3 separate regions of the Mus musculus genome follow, and regions 2 and 3 are each linked to region 1. A link is a contact called in public promoter capture Hi-C data. All regions are on one chromosome and are shown on one strand. The core of a region is the stretch at or near the end of the contact, and the rest is flanking DNA. Distances in the headings are between cores, read along the strand shown. Region 1 holds the start of Dgkb (diacylglycerol kinase, beta). Region 2 holds the start of Arl4a (ADP-ribosylation factor-like 4A). Region 3 holds the start of Scin (scinderin).

Evidence for each region. Promoter capture Hi-C pulls out the DNA fragments that hold promoters and counts their contacts.
Region 2: a contact with region 1 is called in a promoter capture Hi-C map of hippocampal neurons, with 4 times the contacts expected there. The contact joins the promoter of Arl4a here to the promoter of Dgkb in region 1. A contact is called at or near these places in 2 of 39 promoter capture datasets (hippocampal neurons and liver) and 1 of 115 datasets of contacts at active chromatin or transcription factors (astrocytes).
Region 3: a promoter capture Hi-C map of hippocampal neurons shows a contact between it and region 1, with 4 times the contacts expected there. The contact joins the promoter of Scin here to the promoter of Dgkb in region 1. A contact is called at or near these places in 3 of 39 promoter capture datasets (hippocampal neurons and liver).

What each region holds. Positions count from the first base shown.
Region 1 is chr12:37,878,758-37,881,866 of GRCm38.p6, forward strand. Dgkb (diacylglycerol kinase, beta) reads left to right here and starts at 1,760. Exons shown (of 26, transcript NM_001361686.1): 1 at 1,760-2,197.
Region 2 is chr12:40,036,469-40,039,399 of GRCm38.p6, forward strand. It overlaps Arl4a (ADP-ribosylation factor-like 4A), which reads right to left and starts at 1,519. Exons shown (of 2, transcript NM_001039515.1): 1 at 1,370-1,519; 2 at 1-365. The coding sequence starts at 278. Arl4aos (ADP-ribosylation factor-like 4A, opposite strand) reads left to right here and starts at 1,609. Exons shown (of 3, transcript NR_166749.1): 1 at 1,609-2,037.
Region 3 is chr12:40,132,505-40,135,606 of GRCm38.p6, forward strand. It overlaps Scin (scinderin), which reads right to left and starts at 1,724. Exons shown (of 16, transcript NM_001146196.1): 1 at 1,406-1,724. The coding sequence starts at 1,604.

The DNA.
Region 1 (3,109 bases), core at 510-3,009:
GACTTTTGGGATAGCATTTGAAATGTAAATGAAAAAAAATCTAAAAAAAAAATGGGAAAAAAAGAGTAAAGGGGCATGAGGAAGTGGAATGGAGCTAAATTCTGAAAAAATATTCTTAGTTGTATCTTAGTATATATTTTAAACTAAAATATTGATCGTTTATTTGTCACTATGATTATAGTAAATTTTTTGGTAAACTGATATCTATTAAATAATTGATAAATGCTTTGTTCATTAATTAGTCCTTGTTTACCTAAATGCTATGATCACCTTATATAAACAAATAAAGAAATGGTTCTCTTTTCTTCCTTTTGAATTTGTTGTTTTTAGGGTTTGACTTTCTTGTGTTCCTAACTTGTTTAACCATGACTGTATAAGCCCTGTAATTGGTTATAAATATGGTAGACATAAGAAACGCTCAGAGAAAGGCATAGTTACTGTATGTATTACAAATAAAATTGAAGAGAATTAAGGTCATTTTTAGCTCAGAATCTGAAAACTAACAATAATGTGGAAGAGCTGTTCAGTGTGTGTGTGTGTGTGTGTGTGTGTGTGAGAGAGAGAGAGAGAGAGAGAGAGAGAGAGAGAGAGAGAGAGAGAGAACAGGTGTGTGTGTGTGTGAGAGAGAGAAAGAGAGAGAAAGGCAGGGAGGGAGGGAAAAGAGAGAACAGGTGTGTGTGTGTGTGAGGGGGGAGAAAGAGAACTGGTGTGTGTGTGTGTGTGTGTGTGTGTGTGTGTGTGTGTGAGTGTGTCTTATGCTACTCATTACATTCTATTACAGAACTATAACATGGACATAAACTATCGCTAGATCAGATGATGTTCTAACGTGGTGCTGATATGTTGAAATCATACCTCTATGATATTTTGTAGAAAGACTGAGAGCCATTAAAACACACATATCAGTGTAACCTTCACTATAGGAAAGTGAACTTGCACCTTAATTGCCAGCAGGTTTTGCATACATTGGATCATGTAAATTGATGTTATATTTTTATTATCCAATACATTACTTTTATCACATGACTCAAAAACCATCTTTATCTGTGTCCTGATTAGTTATAACTACACACCAGTTTTCTTCTTCATCATCAGTTCATTGCCTTTGTAGTTTATCAGATCCACCATCCAGTCACCTGCTCTAAGTAACCAAGCAGGGATGAAGCAAGAGAGAGCATTAAATGGATGAGGTGAGTGGGCTGCGACTGAGTAGCCAGTTAGAATATAATTTAGTAATAAAGAGAGGGTAGTCCGGCATCAGATTTCTGGTGGAGGGACAAATGTACACTAAGTGATAGGAACTGAAGACAATACAGCTCAAAGTCTCAATAACAGCTACTGATGGCTGCACTGTCTCCCCAACCGCCTGATCATAACTCAGCCAGCAGTTAAACAGCTGGGAAGCCCTGTCTCTCTGTCTTATTTCCCCCTGTGTTCCAAGGGCTATAGTAGCAACAGCAGCCTCAGCAGCCAGGCAGCAGGGCTATAGCTTGCAGCCAAGCAGACCGCCGCCGCCTCATCACCACACACACACACACACACACACACACACACACACACACACACACACACACAATTGCACACACTTCCCGAATCAACGCGTTGTCACACAAATCCTGGACCATGACAGATGAGAGAAGAGCAATAGGCACGGACAACAGGTATTTCCTCTCTGACAAATTCAGTTTCATTCCCAATGCTTATTGGTTTGCATAAGGAAAGAAGCCTAAGCGATACCTAGCCTGTGCGGACTACCAGAGGACTGGAGGTGGCCTCGGCAGGGGAGGGTGAAGTGGGAGGAGTGAGATGTGGGGAAGAGAAGAAGCCAAAATTGACTTTCAGGCTCCGGAAGCCTACAGCTCTCAGCCTCCGCTGTTTTTGAGTTGCAAATGATCTGGGAGTGGTGGGTTGCAGGCAGCCCCTGCCATCGCCTGGAAGAAGACTTCCATCTTTCAGTCACTAGTTCCAACGGGCCGTGTGTTCTGGAAGGGGGTGGCAGCAGGGAGGAGGATGCTCTGAGCAGAGTTCTTGAAGCTTTGCTCTTGGGGGAAGCCGGGCTGTGTGGGAGCCTTCTGACTGAGCTGAGAGCGTGTGAATTGGAAAGGATCCTGAGAGCTGGCTGGTCCCAGTTCATCTCCGGAAAAGCTGTCGCTCTCGCTTCAGAGATGCGCCTAGCCTTCGCCTGCATCACGCTGCAGTAAGTTCAACTCAGCACGGTTGGCAGTTTGAGTGGCCTCTGGGTATGTGGTGCGGGGGAAGGGAAGCCGAGAAGAAATGGCGAGGAAAGTTAGGAAAGCAGAGCTTCAGATTTCCCATGCAAATCTGAAAGCATTTTGTGTCCCTCATTTCTGTGCTAGTTATTGGTCGCCTGCTGTTATCTGCAGCAGAGAACCTAATGTTAGCTAAGTAAGTCTGGGGAAAGTGCTCGATTTATTGTGATTCCAGGCAATGAGACTGGCGAGCGAGTGTGACCTCCTGAAAGTTACGGATGAGAGGGAAGGTGGTTTGTGGGGGCGGATGGTGAGGAATCAAAGAAGCCGGCTTCGATTTTTAAATTCCCCGATTGTCCTAAATTCCATTCTAGATTCATTTCCTATTTGTACATAAACAAACAAACAAAACACGCACGACGTTTCCTTACTTTTATAACATTAAAACTAAAGATGAACTAGATCTATAGCTAGCTGCTTAATGACAGTCTGGGCGACACGGATGATCTGGCTAAACATTCAGGTTGTTCTCTGTGGGTGGGGTGAAGAGCCTCCTAGGTTCTTACTGCTACCATCGTCTCCAGCTCCTAACCAGTATCATCTGAAATACTTATGATTTGAAAGGGACGATTTTACATGAAGATGCCATTGTACTTAGCTACTTAACAGGGCTGTGTTCGCTGGCAGAAGAAAACGAAGGCTAAAGAACTTTCCAAAACAACTCCAGCCAGTTTATTCAAAGTGCAGATAACCAACTCTTTTAAAAATAGGTCAGCATGGGCCAGCCTATTGTAAAGCAAATTAGCGAATAAATAAGGAGTTTGGCAGAACCCTAAAGGTCTTTTCTGAAAGGAAAGTAGAAATAATTAACTTAAAACAGTTGGGATTATCTGACCAGT
Region 2 (2,931 bases), core at 269-2,768, 2.2 Mb after region 1:
GTGCATCGGGTGTATGACTTCCACAGTGGTCTTAACTTCTCTTGACCACCTACATCCCAGAAGTGAAAAGTGACTGTTTTGGAATTGCCCAAGGTTACCTTAATTTTCTCAGTGTTAAATCCTTTGGTAGGTACGGTATTTACAAATTCGTTGAACTGCAGCCTGTATAAAACTGTTGTCTTTCCAGCACAGTCCAAACCCAGAATAACAATGTGAAAGGACTGAAAGGACGGCAGGCTGGACAGGATGGAAGTCTGGTCTGACAGTCCATTCCCCATTTCCAGCTGCAAATGGTGTCTCAAACTGAACGCGTTCTTCTTATCTGCTTACAATTTCTCTTCCTGGGTGATCGGGCTACGCGATTGCTGGGGAGGAAATGAGTAAGTTATTACTGTGAGCACATTAAAAATGGGGTTTCTCTACTTTCGCCAAAAATAAGCACATGAGGGACTTAATAAAACTTGCTGTGAGTAAACACACCAGATGAGGTAGTAGATGTATTCAATCCAAAACAAACGATGCCTAACTGTCACCCAAAGGCTTTCTTCGATCCACTCTAACTGCAGTAACGTGTACTTTTCTCTATTCTCTACGATCCCCGAACCTCAAAAGCTCATTCTGAAGACAACCCAGGCGCCACTATCTGGTGCCGGTCACCGTATCCACCACTAAAGTGCCTTTTCTTAGCAGAAAACTCAAAAAAAGCAGCCCTATCTGGGAGATCTAACCAGGCACGTCTCACCCGGCACCCAGGCTCACTTTCCTGGCTCCGTCCCCGCTACCAAAGCTCTCACCTCCCGGGCTGGAGTCGGGATTCCAATGGAGGGACATTGGCTGATGTGTCTCTCTCTCTCTCCCCGCGAGGAACACGCCACAGCTCCTCTCAACCGAGACCTCCGCGCCGCTCTGGCGGACGCCCCACAGGGAAGCCCAGACTCGGCCTCTGGCCACGCCCACCCTCACGGCCCACCCAGGCCCCGCGATCCCATTGGTCAGCGCGTCAGGGCCGCCCTGCCACTCCCGCCCCGGCGCCCTAATTGGCAAGGGTGCCTGCCACTCCCAGGGCGGCAGCGCCAGGGCTCGCTCTCGGCCCTCCGGCACCACCTGTTGCCCTGAGTGGGAAACGAGCAGGCATCGCAAAGGACGCCGAGCCCCTGCTGCAGGTCCGGTCGCTCGGCCGCCTCGCGCACCTGCAGCATGGGCCACGGTGACGCGGCCCTACGCGGCGGGAGCGGCCCACCGCGCCTCAGCTCGCCGTGCGCCCAGGCTCGCTGGGCCGCGCCAGCCCCTCTACACACCGAACGCCTCCGGCAATACTGCCTCCGCCCCGCCGCAGGCCTCTTCTCCAACATGACCCCGCGCCACTCACCTGGCTGACGGTCCTCCGTCGTCCCGCCTCCGCGGCTGTCAGCCGCCGGGGAGTCTGTCCCCGGGCAGCGGCGAGGCCTGACGGCGGCCGGGCCGACGCCGCGCGCCAGCCGGGCTAACGGTGCTCGCCAGCCTCGCTCCGGGCCGCGGCTCCGCCCCTCGCGCCGCGCCTGCCCGCGGGGGTCGCGCGCGCGCGTGCTGGCCGCGTCTCCTAGCAACGCCCAAACAAGGTCACGTTCCAACCCTTTCGGCGCCCGCCGCCGGCGCAGACGGGCGGGGCTTCGGCCGCGGGTTCTCGGTCTTTCTGCCGCCCCAGGCTGGGTGCGGGAGGGCGTCGCCGGTACCGCCCCTCTTCCTGTCACCCTAGGGCGGCCTCTGGGCGACCGCGGTGTTGATTCAGGGTCCTTGATGTTGGAGGACACTGGCCGGGTGGGTCCCTTACGTCACGTCACAAGGCAGCCTGGGGGAGTCTGCGCTGCCGCCCTCCCTAGCATGTGCTGGCTAGGATGGTAGCCTACCTTTTGTAAGCCAAGCGCTACCTCCTAAGTGAGTCTACGCCCCACAAGTTGGAACAGGAACCAATGCCCCTATTAAGGAGGAAGAAACGCACTTTGGAAACGCTAAATATTTCCAGTAGCCCAAGAAGAACGGGTGATGAAGCTGCAGCTGGTAACTTATGACTAGTGGTAAAGCACATTGGGCTCCATAGTGTAATTGTGTACCACTATGTTTGGCCTTAGGAGGCAAACTGTCGTTTTTGTGAATATTCCAGTCTTTGTAAAAACAGAATGAACCAAATTGGTCATGAACCAATTATAAAACGTGACCAGCAATCTTTTAAAGATGTTTAGAAAAACAAACAAAGGGCATTTTAAAGCTTGGTAGAACCTACAAGAAATTTTTATCTGGAAGGCTATAATAATAGTGCAATTTAAAAGTGTATTTTAAACTAGATTCTGGCCAAGCACTTGAGAGGCAGAGGCAGGCAGATCTGGATGCTTCAGGGCCAGCCTGGTCTACATAGAGAGTTGCAGGCCAGCCAAGGCTACGTAGTAAACCGTGACTCAATAGATACATAGATAGATAGATAGATAGATAGATAGATAGATAGATAGATAGATAGATTGTAACTTTCCTAAGAAATTTCCTGATCTTAAAATTACCATAGCCAGTAGTATTTATTTTATGAATAGTAGAAAGGATTGGGCTTCTTTCTGTTGTTTTTGTTTCTTTGTGGTTTAGTTTTTCTGTTGTTTTGTTGTTTTGGTTTTCGGGGCTTGTTTGTTTGGGTTTGGGGTTTTTTGTTTTGTTTTGGTTTGGTTTTTGGTTTTGTTTGTTTGATTTTTGGTTTTGGTTTTCAAGATAGGGTTTCTCTATGTAGCCCTGGACCAGGCTGGAATCAAACTCAGAAATTTGCCTGCCTCTGCCTCCCAAGTGCTGGGATTAAAGGCATGCACCACCCTCACCACTGCTCACCTTATTTCCATTGTTTTTAATAGCTGATATAAAAATCTAAGGAATAATAAGCACAGTGCCTAGCTTTAAGACAGCATCATTAATTTA
Region 3 (3,102 bases), core at 474-2,973, 2.3 Mb after region 1:
AAGGAACCTGCTTGGATGAGGAGAAATTTACTGAATTAAACAATTGGTCTTCTTTGAGCAGACTTCTAATGAAGGCAAATATAGCTGCTGTTAACCGCAAGCTGAATTTTCACCCATTTAAACTCACCCAACTGTCACCTGAGACATTCATCCTTTCTAGACCCCATATTTAGGGTGGGAATGCTGTTCTCCCCAGGGTCACTGTTCTATGAAGAGAGCATATATTACTGTCGTTTGTATTATGACTGCAATGGCATTACAAGGGGAAAAACAGCAATGGACACTCAACCACTGCAAGCAAGCACCCAGCACTGTAATTAAAGACACTACCTTTCCCTATGTGTCTTCTGTCTCAGGCGCCTGCTCCCGGTGTCTGCTAAGGCTTGGGAAATCACGTCTAAATGTTTTCACTTCTTTCTTAAATTTTTCAGATGTTAAATATTAAAATGCAATGGCAGCATTCAAAGTCTGTGGTTTTGAGTGTTTTCCCTCCTGAGCTCAAGAATAAATATACTGAAAGAAACACTGGTATAGGAGAGACGCTAGCTTGAAAAGGAGGCTCAGATAAAGCGCACGTTGTCAGACTGGGAGTGCCGACTGGCGCAAGACCTCACAGAGAAAGGTTCAACATTCACGATGTTTACGGGTAAAAGTAGAAGGTGGAGAAAGTGGAACACAGGGCCAGTGTCCTCCTGAAAGCCTGGCACCAAGGCAGCTCAAAATAATTACGACCGCTGAAGAAGCTGGTTCTGGTCCACACTGTGTCCTTCTTAAAACAGATGAATAATAAATGAATAATTTGAAACAAAGCAGCCTATCTAAACAAATACACCAGCCAGATAGAGCAATTGGAAAAAAAAAATGATTGCCGTATCTTTTCCCAAACAGGCAAGCCCTGTTGTGCGAGGATAATCTTGGTTTTGGAGCTACGTACGTAAGTAGTCACCGATAGCAGGGAAATCTAAGCCGGAGCCCCAAGGCAACAAATACAAATAAATAAAAGTTTGCTGCTGGGAGCGGGAGTTTTCGCTCCAAGCTGAGGCAGATATCCACAAACAAGTTTGATTTCATCCCCACCCTGCCTGAAAAACCAGGACTGAACTTGCCGGAGGGTGCTCAGTATTTGGCCAGCACCCGGGTTTCTCACAGGCAGGCAGTCGCCCAGGAACGCACTGGGGTTTGAGTTAAAGTGGAAAACCCCGGAGGAATGAGTATGACCCTCCAAGAAGTGGTTTGGTCAAGACTGATGAGTCCTGGATGACTCGCATCTCCGGAGTTTACAGCTCGCCAGGAGCTGACCTGGGGTTAGGAGAGGGTGCTGGCTGTGTGTCACCTAGCCCGCCCAGGTGACAGGATGGTGTACAGACCTTGGGCCCACCGCTGCCCTGTGCTGCTCACTGCTTACCCAGCCAGAAATGCAGGCGGTAGGAGAAGCCCCTGCTGGACTTGGTGGTGTGCAGCACCAGGTAGGCGTCTCCGACGTAAAAGTCACCATAGGCACCCTGGGGCACCGGTACCAGTTCCAGCTTCTCGACCCTCCACACCTGCAGCCCAGCCTGCTGGCCTGCGCGCGCGAACTCGGGGTGCTGCAGCTCCTGCGCCATGGTGCCGCGATGCTGGCCGAGCGAGCCGAGGACTTGATCCGTGCCCTGAGCCCAAGGAAGAGCCCGATGACCGGTGACCGCGAACCTGCTCTCCCGGCTTTAAAGCGGCTCGCCAGAAGCGGAGGCGGGGCTGGAAGGGAAGCCAACAGCCACGCCCGAACCCGGGCGGGAACCTGAATCCCAGTTTGGACCAAGTTAACCAAAACTCTAGTAAATGCCTCCCTCCAAAAAAAAAAAAAATGTAAATAAATATTATAATTGTTATTTTACGTTGCAACAGATAGATTTTGCTCGGATCAACTCGGGCGGGTCCACACTGGTCCCTGTCACCCCAGTTCCTTCCCTGCTGGTGTTCACCCTCTGATGCCAGGGTGAGGAGAAAGAGCATTAAGAACTAGAATCATCCACTCGCAAAACACGTCTGGCTTTGAGGACCACAGCACGTCGGAGTAACTGGCTGTATCACTTTCCCATGCGCGGTCCTCTAAAAGTCGAGCATAGTTGGCTTCCCTAACAGCCTCCCACTCCTGGTGGCCACAAGGTTTCTCTTTAGATAAGTTTGGAAACTCCATGTACAAAGGTACGTCAGGTTTTCTAGAAAAGATAAAAATCAGACAAATTCTCTGGCTACTAGCGTCAGAGATCGGCAAGTCCCCTGGCGCCTGGGAACTGTGGTAAGGTGCCACCTGCCTGCCTTAGCCAAGAAAATCTCTGCAAAAACACATCAGCCGCCCTCCAGGGACGCTCTGTACTGGGCTGTCCATGACTGTGATTTTAAACTGACCTGCATTTTTTTTTTTTAAAGATTTATTTATTTATTATATCTAAGTACACTGTAGCTGTCTTCAGACACTCCAGAAGAGGGCGCCAGATCTCGTTACGGATGGTTGTGAGCCACCATGTGGTTGCTGGGATTTGAACTCCAGACCTTCGGAAGAGCAGTCGGGTGCTCTTACCCACTGAGCCATCTCACCAGCCCCCTGACCTGCATTTTTAATTATCTGATTTTAAGGCACTCACTTCTCATTGGTTCACTCATATTTCTTTGTTTTGCTCACTAAAGAACGATTTGCATTCACTTCATTGCATTCAGAAACTGATGTGGTAAGGAGTTCTGTTATTGAAAACGCAAATCAGAAACTGCACATTAGAAACATTAGAGAGTTGTTCCACTTGGTCCCCAAATTGCAGAACTCCCTAGCAAGCCATTAATAGTAAAGGCACACTTAGATGCTCTCTTTAGTGACCTTTTTAAAATAAGCAATGCTTGAAGTGTTTAAAAATTTAGTGGCATAAAATCTGTTCAACAGTGCAGTGTGCTCGCCTGTAATCCCCGCTGAGGAAGGACGTACTTTGAGGGCTCTAGGCTGGCCAGTGCTACATTGTGACATTCTTTTTCAAGACCAAAACCAAGCCAAAACAAAACAAAATGACAATAGAAATTCCTTTACATTTCACACAACTACCCCACTCCCTTCCCCAAAGGTTGCCAGTTTGT